2 separate regions of the Hordeum vulgare genome follow, and region 2 is linked to region 1. A link is a contact called in public Hi-C data. All regions are on one chromosome and are shown on one strand. Each heading gives the region's core, a stretch centred on a gene start, on an enhancer-like site or on the middle of the called end of the contact. The rest is flanking DNA. Distances are from core to core; before and after follow the strand shown. Region 1 holds the start of LOC123400112. Region 2 holds the start of LOC123400117.

What was found. A called contact is a pair of places that touch in the nucleus more often than the background predicts.
Region 2: a contact with region 1 is called in a Hi-C map of leaf, with 1.7 times the contacts expected there. The contact joins the promoter of LOC123400117 here to the promoter of LOC123400112 in region 1. A contact is called at or near these places in 2 of 6 Hi-C or Micro-C datasets (both in leaf).

Annotation. Positions count from the first base shown.
Region 1 is chr5H:502,359,050-502,363,989 of MorexV3_pseudomolecules_assembly, reverse strand. It overlaps LOC123400112, which reads right to left and starts at 1,956. Exons shown (of 3, transcript XM_045094524.1): 1 at 1,683-1,956. The coding sequence starts at 1,904.
Region 2 is chr5H:502,623,208-502,628,033 of MorexV3_pseudomolecules_assembly, reverse strand. LOC123400117 reads right to left here and starts at 3,516. Exons shown (of 3, transcript XM_045094528.1): 1 at 3,385-3,516; 2 at 2,058-3,293; 3 at 1,704-1,953. The coding sequence starts at 3,258. The coding sequence ends at 1,892. It overlaps LOC123400118 (E3 ubiquitin ligase BIG BROTHER-related-like), which reads right to left. Exons shown (of 7, transcript XM_045094529.1): 7 at 3,779-4,150. The coding sequence ends at 4,097.

The DNA of each region.
Region 1 (4,940 bases), core at 707-3,206:
ACATTTTTGCTTTGAAAACTTAATGCATGCCTCCTTTGCTGATTCAAGACAAGAAGCCATCTCTCGTTCTTCGCATCGTTCTCTTTCTTGATAGTCGGTTGTTGCACCTCCAAACAAACCTTTCCACCAGGGGGGCTTGCATTTCCGTGTCGCGGTGATTGAACAGCCAGAGCGTGCACCAGCCTGCAAAATGATGAACAAATCTGATGTTCATTCCATTTGCAGGAAAAGATCGATTGTTCACACTTAGGGGGATTAAGTATAGTATGCAATTAGGAATGATGAATGCATATATACTTAATCCCCCTAATACGACAAGTGTATCCCCTATACAAGTAGAAGCCAAATGGGATACACTTGTATGCAAGGCTTCTACTTGTATACAAAATTCACAATTAATGTAGCCATGGGCAGCCCGGCCCGAAAAAGCCCGACCCGGCCCGGCCCGATCTTGCCCATGGGCCAGGCGCACGCCTGAATTTTGAGCCCGGAGAGTATTTTGGCCGGGCCTGGGCTTGCTGTTTTTGCGTTTTAAGGAAGGGACCCAGCCAGAGGCCCGAAGCCAGACGGAAATTAGCAGTGATGGGCCGGGCCTGGGCCTGGGCCTGAAATCTAGGCCCAAAGGCTGGGCCAGCCCAAGCTAGGGCCTAGGTTTTCTGCGTCGGGCTTGCTCTGGCCCGGCCCGAAGCCCGGCCCGGACCGAGAGATGGCCAGATACACTAACCAGCATACACGGTATATTTGCTCCAGCTAAATCAGATTTACTCTTGCCGCATCAAGAATTCTGACAGTAAGAAGTCTGAAGGTGGAAACTGAAGGGTGCACTTCAAATGCTTAATCGCACAATACAACATATATATATATATACATAAAACATACAACTATACAACCACATGCGATTTAATCTTGGCATCTATAGTAGATGCAAACTTGCAAGATCCTAATCTTGTTATTAGCAATTTCTCCACAAAACAAAACAACAACACAAAAGGTGCACTTCATTTGCAAACTCAACTGTAGAACATCACCAGCCAAGACAGCTAAAGTTAAGCAGCTAGCCATCATTTTTTTTTGCTCTCTTCACTGTTCGCAGCTGAGAAATTTACCGACTAGCAGAACTAGGGCAAGTCAGCTCGGCCAGCTGCAAAAGCAAACATTCCTCGTCTCCCCAGATATTAATTAAAGAACAAAAAACAACTGGTAAACAGGGTCCGTCTATATATGTCTCAGTCAGCCAAGAAATCAATTGAGAACCAAGAACATGTCGGTTTACTGAGAATTAGCATAGCAAAGCACCGCAGAAGTAAAACACGCACGCGGAATATATGGCATGTTATGGAAACCCCGGAGTAGCAAGCAATCTTGGGTACTAGTCAGGAGCTTATCCGCACTGTTTGATGTACGCAGCTGCTAAACTTGCTGCCTGGCATTGACTAGCGCAAGGCAGCTCGGCCAGCTGCAAGAACAAAAGAGGCAAATGCTTCTAGTGCTACTGCTAGGCGATCTGCAATCAGTGTCTGCCTTACAGATCTAAACAACCGGCGTCAAAGTAAGTGTAAACAATCGGCATCTCGTCATGTGATGATTCAGGCATGCCTAACAGACGCAGATTGATTAATTAGGTTGGCGACAGCCGAGAGGGAACATGGATGGACATGAGATGAGATGAGATGAGAGGGTACCTCGCACTGGGAGAAGAGGCTGGCCTCGGCAGCCTCCCAGGCGGCTCGCCAGCTCGCGGCGTCGCGGAAGGCGAGGACGGGCATGGGGTCGGTGGAGGCGGAGGAAGAGGAAGGGACTGGCGCGCGAAGCAGAGGGAGCGGCGGGTTGAAGGGGACGACGGTGGCCGCCGGGGAGTAGTCCTCCGAGACCTCGCCGCCCCCGCCCGGGAGCGGAATGTCCATTGTGTTCCCTGGCGGCGGATTTTCGTATGCGTGGTACACATCGTTTGTTATTAGGGTTCGTTCACGACACAGGTCCCTTTGAAGCTGGGCTGGGCTGGGCTGGGCCTAAAGAACTCGAATCATGGCCCAAACAAAACATACCTTATACTACTTGCCGGCGGTAGTTATAAAAAAAACAAAACTTGCCGGCGGAGAAAAGGATTCGCAGCCCACGATGGAAACCACGACGCTGTAAGCCGGATCGATCGTCGTCCACCGACGGAAACCATGGCGCCTCTCCATGAATCCTTTAGCTGCAACAACAATAACCCTCTCCATGAATCGTGTCACTGCTTCTCCCTCTGCCGCGTCGACAATGGCCGCTGGATGCTTGGACCGGTGGAAGAAAGAGGGGGCCGACGAGGCCGTGGCGGCGGTCATGGCGCTCGTCGACGCCGTCCGGTCCAGCAAGGCCGACTCCATGGCGGGGCTCCAAGCCGAGGTCAAGGCGGCCGCGGAGGAACTCAAGGTCGGCCCTTGATCCCTGCCGATCCGGTTTCCAATCAATTTTTTCTTTCACACGCGTTATCGTATGGTTTTATGCATATGCGTGATCGACACGTTGATGAATGAATTACCTGCAGTGTCTGGATAGCGAACCGTACGGCGCGCTCTCGGCGGCCTGCGGCATGTTCGTCCAGTACTTACGGCGCGGCGGCGGCGGCGCCGATGATCAGCCCGCCCCGTCCTCCGCCGTCAAGCGCCGAGTGGTCGGCCGCGCCACAAGATTCGGGGACATCTGCCGAGGCGCGCGCGGGACCATCGCCACGCTCTGCCAGGACTTCTTGCTGGACGGCTGCACCGTGCTGGTGCACGGCCACTCGGCGCCCGTGCTCGACGCTCTCCGGCTTGCCGGCACCAGCGGCAAGCGCCTCCTCGTCCTATGCACAGGTACGCAGCGCAGGCACGCATCATTATCACGCACAGGACCTCCATGACATTGCTAATAAACCTTGGAGCCTATAATTGCAGAGGGTAGGCCGGACGGCGCGGGGCTCAGGCTGGCCGGCGAACTTGCGGCGGCCGGGGTGCCGGCGAGGGTCCTGCTCGACTCGGCGGTGGCCTACTCGATGGCCCAGGTTGACGTGGTGCTGTTAGGCGCCGACTTGGTCGCCGAGACCGGCGGCGTGGTCGGCGCCGTTGGCACGTACCAGGTCGCCCTGGTGGCTCACGCCATGGGCAAGCCTGTCTATGTGGCAGCAGAGAGCAACAAGTTCGCGAAGCTGTATCCGCTGGGACAGAAGGACATCGAGCAGGGCGTTGCCCGAGCCGTGGACTTCGGCGATGTGCGAGTGCCGGCCGGCGTGGACGTCGAGGCGCCGGCGAGGGACTACATGTCGGGACAAAAATGGAACCACCCACCGATGGTGATCACCGGAGACAAGAAAGGAGAGAGGAAGAGGCAATACACAGATTTTGCCGGTGCACGAACACCTTGCAGCCCGAACGGCAACCCTTATATTCCGGTGAGCTCGAACTCCACCCCGCGTGTTACAATGTCTAACACACGGGTTTTATACCCACGCACACGATGGACACGTTCTCCTCGCTCCTGCCTGCTCGCGCCCACGACCCAGCACGCTGTGGCCGCGTCCTTTGCGCGCTCCCGCAACGTCCGCGACGCACCGAACACTCCTGATCGCTGCGCTCACCCCTGGACCTAGTGTGTAACACACACCCGCGCGCACGGCGCCACCCTACCCTGGCGGCCCGAGCACATCACGCACGCACTGCCACGAACACGACGCGCGAGATGCATCCGGTGCACGCCCATACACGCACCACACGCGCGAGCTTGCCGCCGCGGCTTATTCCAACGCAATACTCACCCCCTAAGCCGTGGCCTAGAGGAGTCTTGGCTCGTCGTCGACGGTCTCCCCCAGCACGGCTTGCTCCGGCGCCGTCGCTTTCTCCCGCCTCGCACACTCCCGCTTGAAGTGGCCGCGCTCGTTGCACTCGTAGCAACACCCGCGACGATTCCCTCGGGCACGCGACGCCACACTCCTGTCGTCGTCGTCGTCGCCCCGCGCACCGCCCCGCCGACGCTCCCGCGCGTGCCACTGCTCTGCGGTGAGCATGAGCTGCTCTCTGCCATGATCAACACCGTCGTGCCCGCGTCGACGTAGCCGTTCGTCGAAAGCCTTCAACCGGCCGAGCGCGTCCTCGAATATCATGGTAGACACGTCGCAGAATTGCTCTATGCCGCCCACCGCCGCGTACAAGCGATCCGGCACGGCGTCGAGCGACTTCTTCACCATCGCGGCGTCCTCCAGGCTCGATCCAAGTCCCGCGTACCGCGCCACCATCCCACTGATCTTCCCGGCAAACGCGTCCAGGGACTCGCCGTCGTCCATTCGCAGCCGCTCGAAGTTGCCGCGGAGCGTGGCCAGCCGCGCCAGCCGCGCCACCCGCACGCGATCGGCTCCGACGAAGCGCACCTTGAGAGAGTCCCACACCTCCTTTGCGGTGAGCTTCGCCGCCACCTGGTCCTAGAGTGGTTGGCAAGGCTCCGTTTGAAATTCTCTATGGCAGGAAGTGTCGTACTCCGCTCAACTGGTCCCAGACAGGCGAGCGTCAGATCCTTGGCAATGATATGATAGAAGAAGCTGAGGAGATGTGTCGGATCATTCACGACAACCTCAGAGCATGATTTCCATCTTCAAGAGTTGGCCAGGTCTTTCGATATTGTTTCTCCGGGCATGCTTATGAGTTCTCGTTGGGTTGCTCCGGATGTTTCTATCAAGATGGACAATTATGCTTTTCTGGCCTCTCCGTATGTCTTGGGAAAGTCCGACATTGATTTGATCCTTGGTATGGACTGGTTGGCCATGAATAAGGCATCAATTGATTGTGAAGCTAAATAAGTGAAACTGACCCACTCTTCGGAGGATGTGATTATATTCGCGGCGCGCGATGACACAATCCGCTTGTTCTCCTTGAATGAAAAGGGTGAGATCAATCCCATTGAGCGAGTTCCAGTAGTCTGCGAATATCAAG
Region 2 (4,826 bases), core at 2,267-4,766, 260 kb before region 1:
TCTCGTAGCGCCACCGCGCGACATGTCCAGACGCCATCGCACACCCCTCAGCCTCCCGCTCAATCTCAGCAACATCTCACGCATGAGCACCTCCATCCCCAATAGCCGCTTAAGAGTGTGCACCTGATCCCGGCAGTAGCTCGTCTTTGTCGTGCTCCATGCGGGGGCCATTATAGCTCCCTCCCGCAACTTGTGGTTGCTGCACAGGGCACGCAATCATAGCTCCACCACCGTCGCTGTTGCAACTCGGCACCATCGCAGCTCGCCACTGTCGCCTGGCGCTGGTCCTGGCAAATCAACTCTGGTCGTCGATTGAAGCTTTTCACATATACGACTAAACCTTTCTTTGTCCACGATTGCAACTTTTCTGGTTGCACAGTCTCTGTTGAGGCTTTCTCTCGCGCCGATTGGAGCCTGTTTCATCTACGGTCGAAGCTTTTTTGTCAATGGTTACACCTTTTTCGTCTGAGAAGCTCACGTAGTTAAGGCTTTCTCTATCGTCTGGTTGAAGTTTTTTTTATCTAAGGTTGGAGCGTTATGTGTCAACTGTTGTAGCTTCCCCCCGATTGGCGGTGTTGGCTGAAGATTTCTCTATAGTCGGTTGATGCTCGTTGTAACAAACAAAATGCCGTTATGCAATGTAGCAAATGTGACGCCGGTTGCAGTCGGATGGGACGTCGGTTGTAGCAATTTGTGACGCGGGTTGTAGCATGTACCAAAATACAACGACGTTGTGAGTTTCTCGGAGCAGGGCCGACGTCCTCATAGCCCGTGGTCGTCGCGCTCGCCATCCATGATCGCTGCTCTCCGGGGCACCGGTTACAGCTCCCATCGGCAGTAACCATGGCGTGTGATGCATGGATGGAGGAGAAAAGGGAGAGAGGAAGAAAGGGAAATGCATGAGAGCAAGAAGGAAACGAGTGTATGGAGCGACATACATGACGAGATAAGGAATAAGGAGTGGGAAAGCGACGTGTGGTACCCGGAACATGTGAGGAGGAGCTTCGCGAGTGGTGTGCGACGGGCCCAATGTTTGGTCGACGCGCCGACGTAAAACGTTTCCCAATCAACAAACACATCTACAACCTTTTACCCTACTTTTAGATCTTGCATTGTTCTTGCTCTCTCATTCTTTGTTCATTCTTCATATTGCAGAGCAACTATCCACGAGACTCTAGGGGCTGTTGGATCGACCTAGAGCAGCCCATAGCCACGTGCAAATGGACGGGCTCCCTCCTAGGCATGTGGTGTTTCGGTTCTACAAAAGCGACTATCAGATTGCTTACGTACCGCGCTTCGGAACGAGTCTACTTCAACATGTGATGCAGTGCACCATCGCCCCCCACATCAAGGATACACGGTGGCGTGTTCGTGTGCAAACCTAAAATGTAAGAGATCGTGTTGTCTCTTCTTTGTAGCCACTCTGTTCCACCACTCACACACCTTCCGAACAAAATAGCTAGCACTCCATAGCACTCTCGGTATCAAACATCGACACTAGGTTCATCAAGGGAAGCCAACTATACAATGAGATATTCCAAATTTTCCTCCGCACTATTATCTTTTTTTGCGAAACTTTTATCATCTAAACTATCACTAACAGACATATTCCCCTGCACAATAAACAAATGACATATTCAAGGAAAAGAAAAGTCAAGAGGTATATACAAAATTGCATTTCACCAAGAAACACGAAACGGATAAAAATTAAATTCTTCTTATAATAACTGGTAAATTGTACTCCAGCAGAGCAAAGGAACATGACATTGGTCTGGTGACCATTTATTTTAAGTAAAACTCCAGCAGAGCAAAGGGACATCTAAAATTCATTTTTCATGTTGGAAGATGTTCGTCGTCGATCGACACCTTAGCAAAGGATCCGTCTCCTTAGCTAGTTCCAACCGTCCGGCGGCGCCCGGCTGCCACCACCTCGTCCCCCACGGCCACGAGAAGCTGGAACAGAACGAAGGCAGAAAAATGTTGAGTTCAGCATGGATCGCACCTGCATTTGAGCAAAGGACAGACATGACGGATGAAGTAGTGGTGTGGTTAATTACCTGCAAGGATGTCAGCGCGGGCTCTTGTCGCGTCCCCCTGAATCCTAACCATCCTATTTCGGCGCCACAATATGGCCTCATTTCTCGTCGCCGCCGCCGCCGCCGCCGCTCGGTTGTCGTCGCCTGATGACTCCATCATTTGCGCTGTGCAAGCCCCGAGGCCCGTAGACTGCCACTGCCTGCGCGACACGTATCCGGGGCCTGCAAGAAGCGTACGCGTATGGAGACCTACGTAGAAGAAGCCAATCGGCTCCGTACGAGGCGCGAACCCGGTGCCTGCAAGAAGCGTGCGCCTGTGGAGGCCATCAACGTCGTCGTCGAAGCGCATCATCTCCTCGCGCAGCGCGGCCCTGATCCTTGCAAGAAGGGACTGCCCGTGTGGGAGACGAGCGTCGCCAAAGCCCATCGCGCGTTGCGCGGATCCTGCAGTGCCTACAAGAAGCGGGCGCTCATGGAGGAGACCGCCATCGAAGCCCCGTTGCACAGATCCGGTGCCTGCGAGCTGTGCGAGGAAGGCCCCCCCGACACGACGGGTCGGCGGCTCTCTCCGTTGCATGATTCCGGTGGCCGCTTCTCGCGCAAGCGCGTCGCGGCGACCGGAGCTAAGCAGGAAGACGCTCTGTGCTCGGGTTGATTGTGACGACGAAGCGTTGAGAACCCCGGAAGCCGTCGGGGCCGGACCACCGGGGAACTGCGCAGGCACCGCCTGCCGCGGCGGCGCGAGAAACTGCGGGTAGAAGCGGTTGCCCCTGTCCGGTGCCACGGAGCGTGGCTGCGGCGACTGGAAGGTGAAATGGTCGGTGCTCCGAGCTTGCACAAGCGACGGCGGCAAAACACCATTCCTTGGAGTAGCATGGTGGCACTGGCACCTCTGTCGTTGTACTTGCGCCGCGTGCGGTGGCGTGGGGAGGAGCAGTCCATGACCCATGCCAATGTTGCTCCGCGCGGGCACGGTACGACCGGCGAGGAGATTGCCGAGCTGGGGGCGTCGGGTAGGGGAAGGGGAGACTCTCCTAGTCGAAAGACCAAAGCGTGGTGCGCCACCTCTGAAAGGCCCGAGATGCTCATAGGATGCCCTCACAGGGGCCTGCGCTCTGTCCATAGAGGAAGAAGCGGTGAGGAGGTAGCCAACGGGGTTGCTTTGCTGGGCCTGATTCTCCCTAAGGCCTCCGGTGCTTGATGGGCCTCCAGGCTGTCCCATGTCCTCGTTGGCGTTGCCCTTTTTTTTCAAGACTACTGAAAGGAATCGAAAACATAATTAGTTGTATGAACTTTGCACGAACCCTAAATATCACAAGAACGGCGGGAACACACAAACCCGAAATACCTAGTATCTTTCTCTGGCTCGTTTGCGAGAGACGGAAAGCGAGAAAATTCTGAGACTGAGAGTTGTGAGGATTAAATTTGTTCCGATGTGGGGTGCTCTGGTTGGAAGATACACACCGGTATTTATAGAATCGCCGAGCACGTTATTAAAGGAACGAAATTAATTCGTACTTATCAAAATAAATCTGCATTTATTCACGCCTAATAATTTATCAAAATGGATCCGCATTTATTCACATCTAACTAATGAATGGCCAATAATAATTGATTGCCTATAATTGCGAATACTGGGAATACTCATTAGTTCTGATATGTGTGTGTGTGTGTGTGTGTGTGTATATATATATATATATATATATTCCAGCACATCCATATTGCATATCTATCTCCAGATATAAATATCTAAATCCCAATGCATTAATGCGATAATCATAAAATACACCGGGCACAGAGAAAAAAATGGTCTGACAGTAACAATACAGTTAGTGTACAAGAGTAAGGAACGCAGAGCATCGGCGGAAGGCAAAAAAAAATATGCTCCATTTCCCTGGGTCCCCTGGCAAGTTTGTACTGTAGAAGCTTCTGCTGCCTGCTTTGGCTTAAACATCAGGGATACTACAACGATGCTACTACATACTCCCACCAAGTGCCAACATCTCGTTTTTTCTTTTCTTTTCTGATGAAGATGAAGTTGGTTTACCAACGACTGTTGGTCATGCCTGCTTGTTTGCTGAGGTAGAAACTTCTGCACTGCACATAGGGCATACCTGCACATGGTCAACTACATCTTGTCAAAACTTTAAAATCTGAAAGAGCTGCACATCTATCTATACTGTCTTGTAAGTTCTGAGTTGGTTGTTGTGGTGGTGAGTTCACCCCTACTCCCTCATCCACCCAGGATCCATCAGGTTTGTATAAAAAATGTAATAATAGAGTCTCCAAACCCACCAGCCCGACCCTCTTTTGGTTTGCGAAAGAAAATCATAATAAAGCAAATAATGCAATTCGGAGTCTCGGACCCCTCACTTGCTCAATCAAACCAGCAAGTCAACGCCTCACTTGATCAATACACCGCATTACGCAATTTCTTTTACTGCAACACGACCCATCCAGCAAATCCGCGAATGAATGTTTTCACAGCCACCCTCCCCAATCCCCGTCCTCCGTCCGCCACTCCTCCTAACTTCCAAATTTCAAAATCCAGCCCAGACACATGCCATTCATTAAACTGCTATGGTGTTCTTACCCTTTTATAGTTTTTTTTTTTTACATTTTTCTTACCCTTTTATGGTTATGGTGTATTACCTTTTTATGATGTCAAATAACAAGTGCATTGGTTGTTGTATACTACTCCCTCCGTTCCTAAATATAAGTCTTTTTAGAGATTCCAATATGGACTACATACGAAGCAAAATGAAAGAATCTACACTTTAAAATATGTCT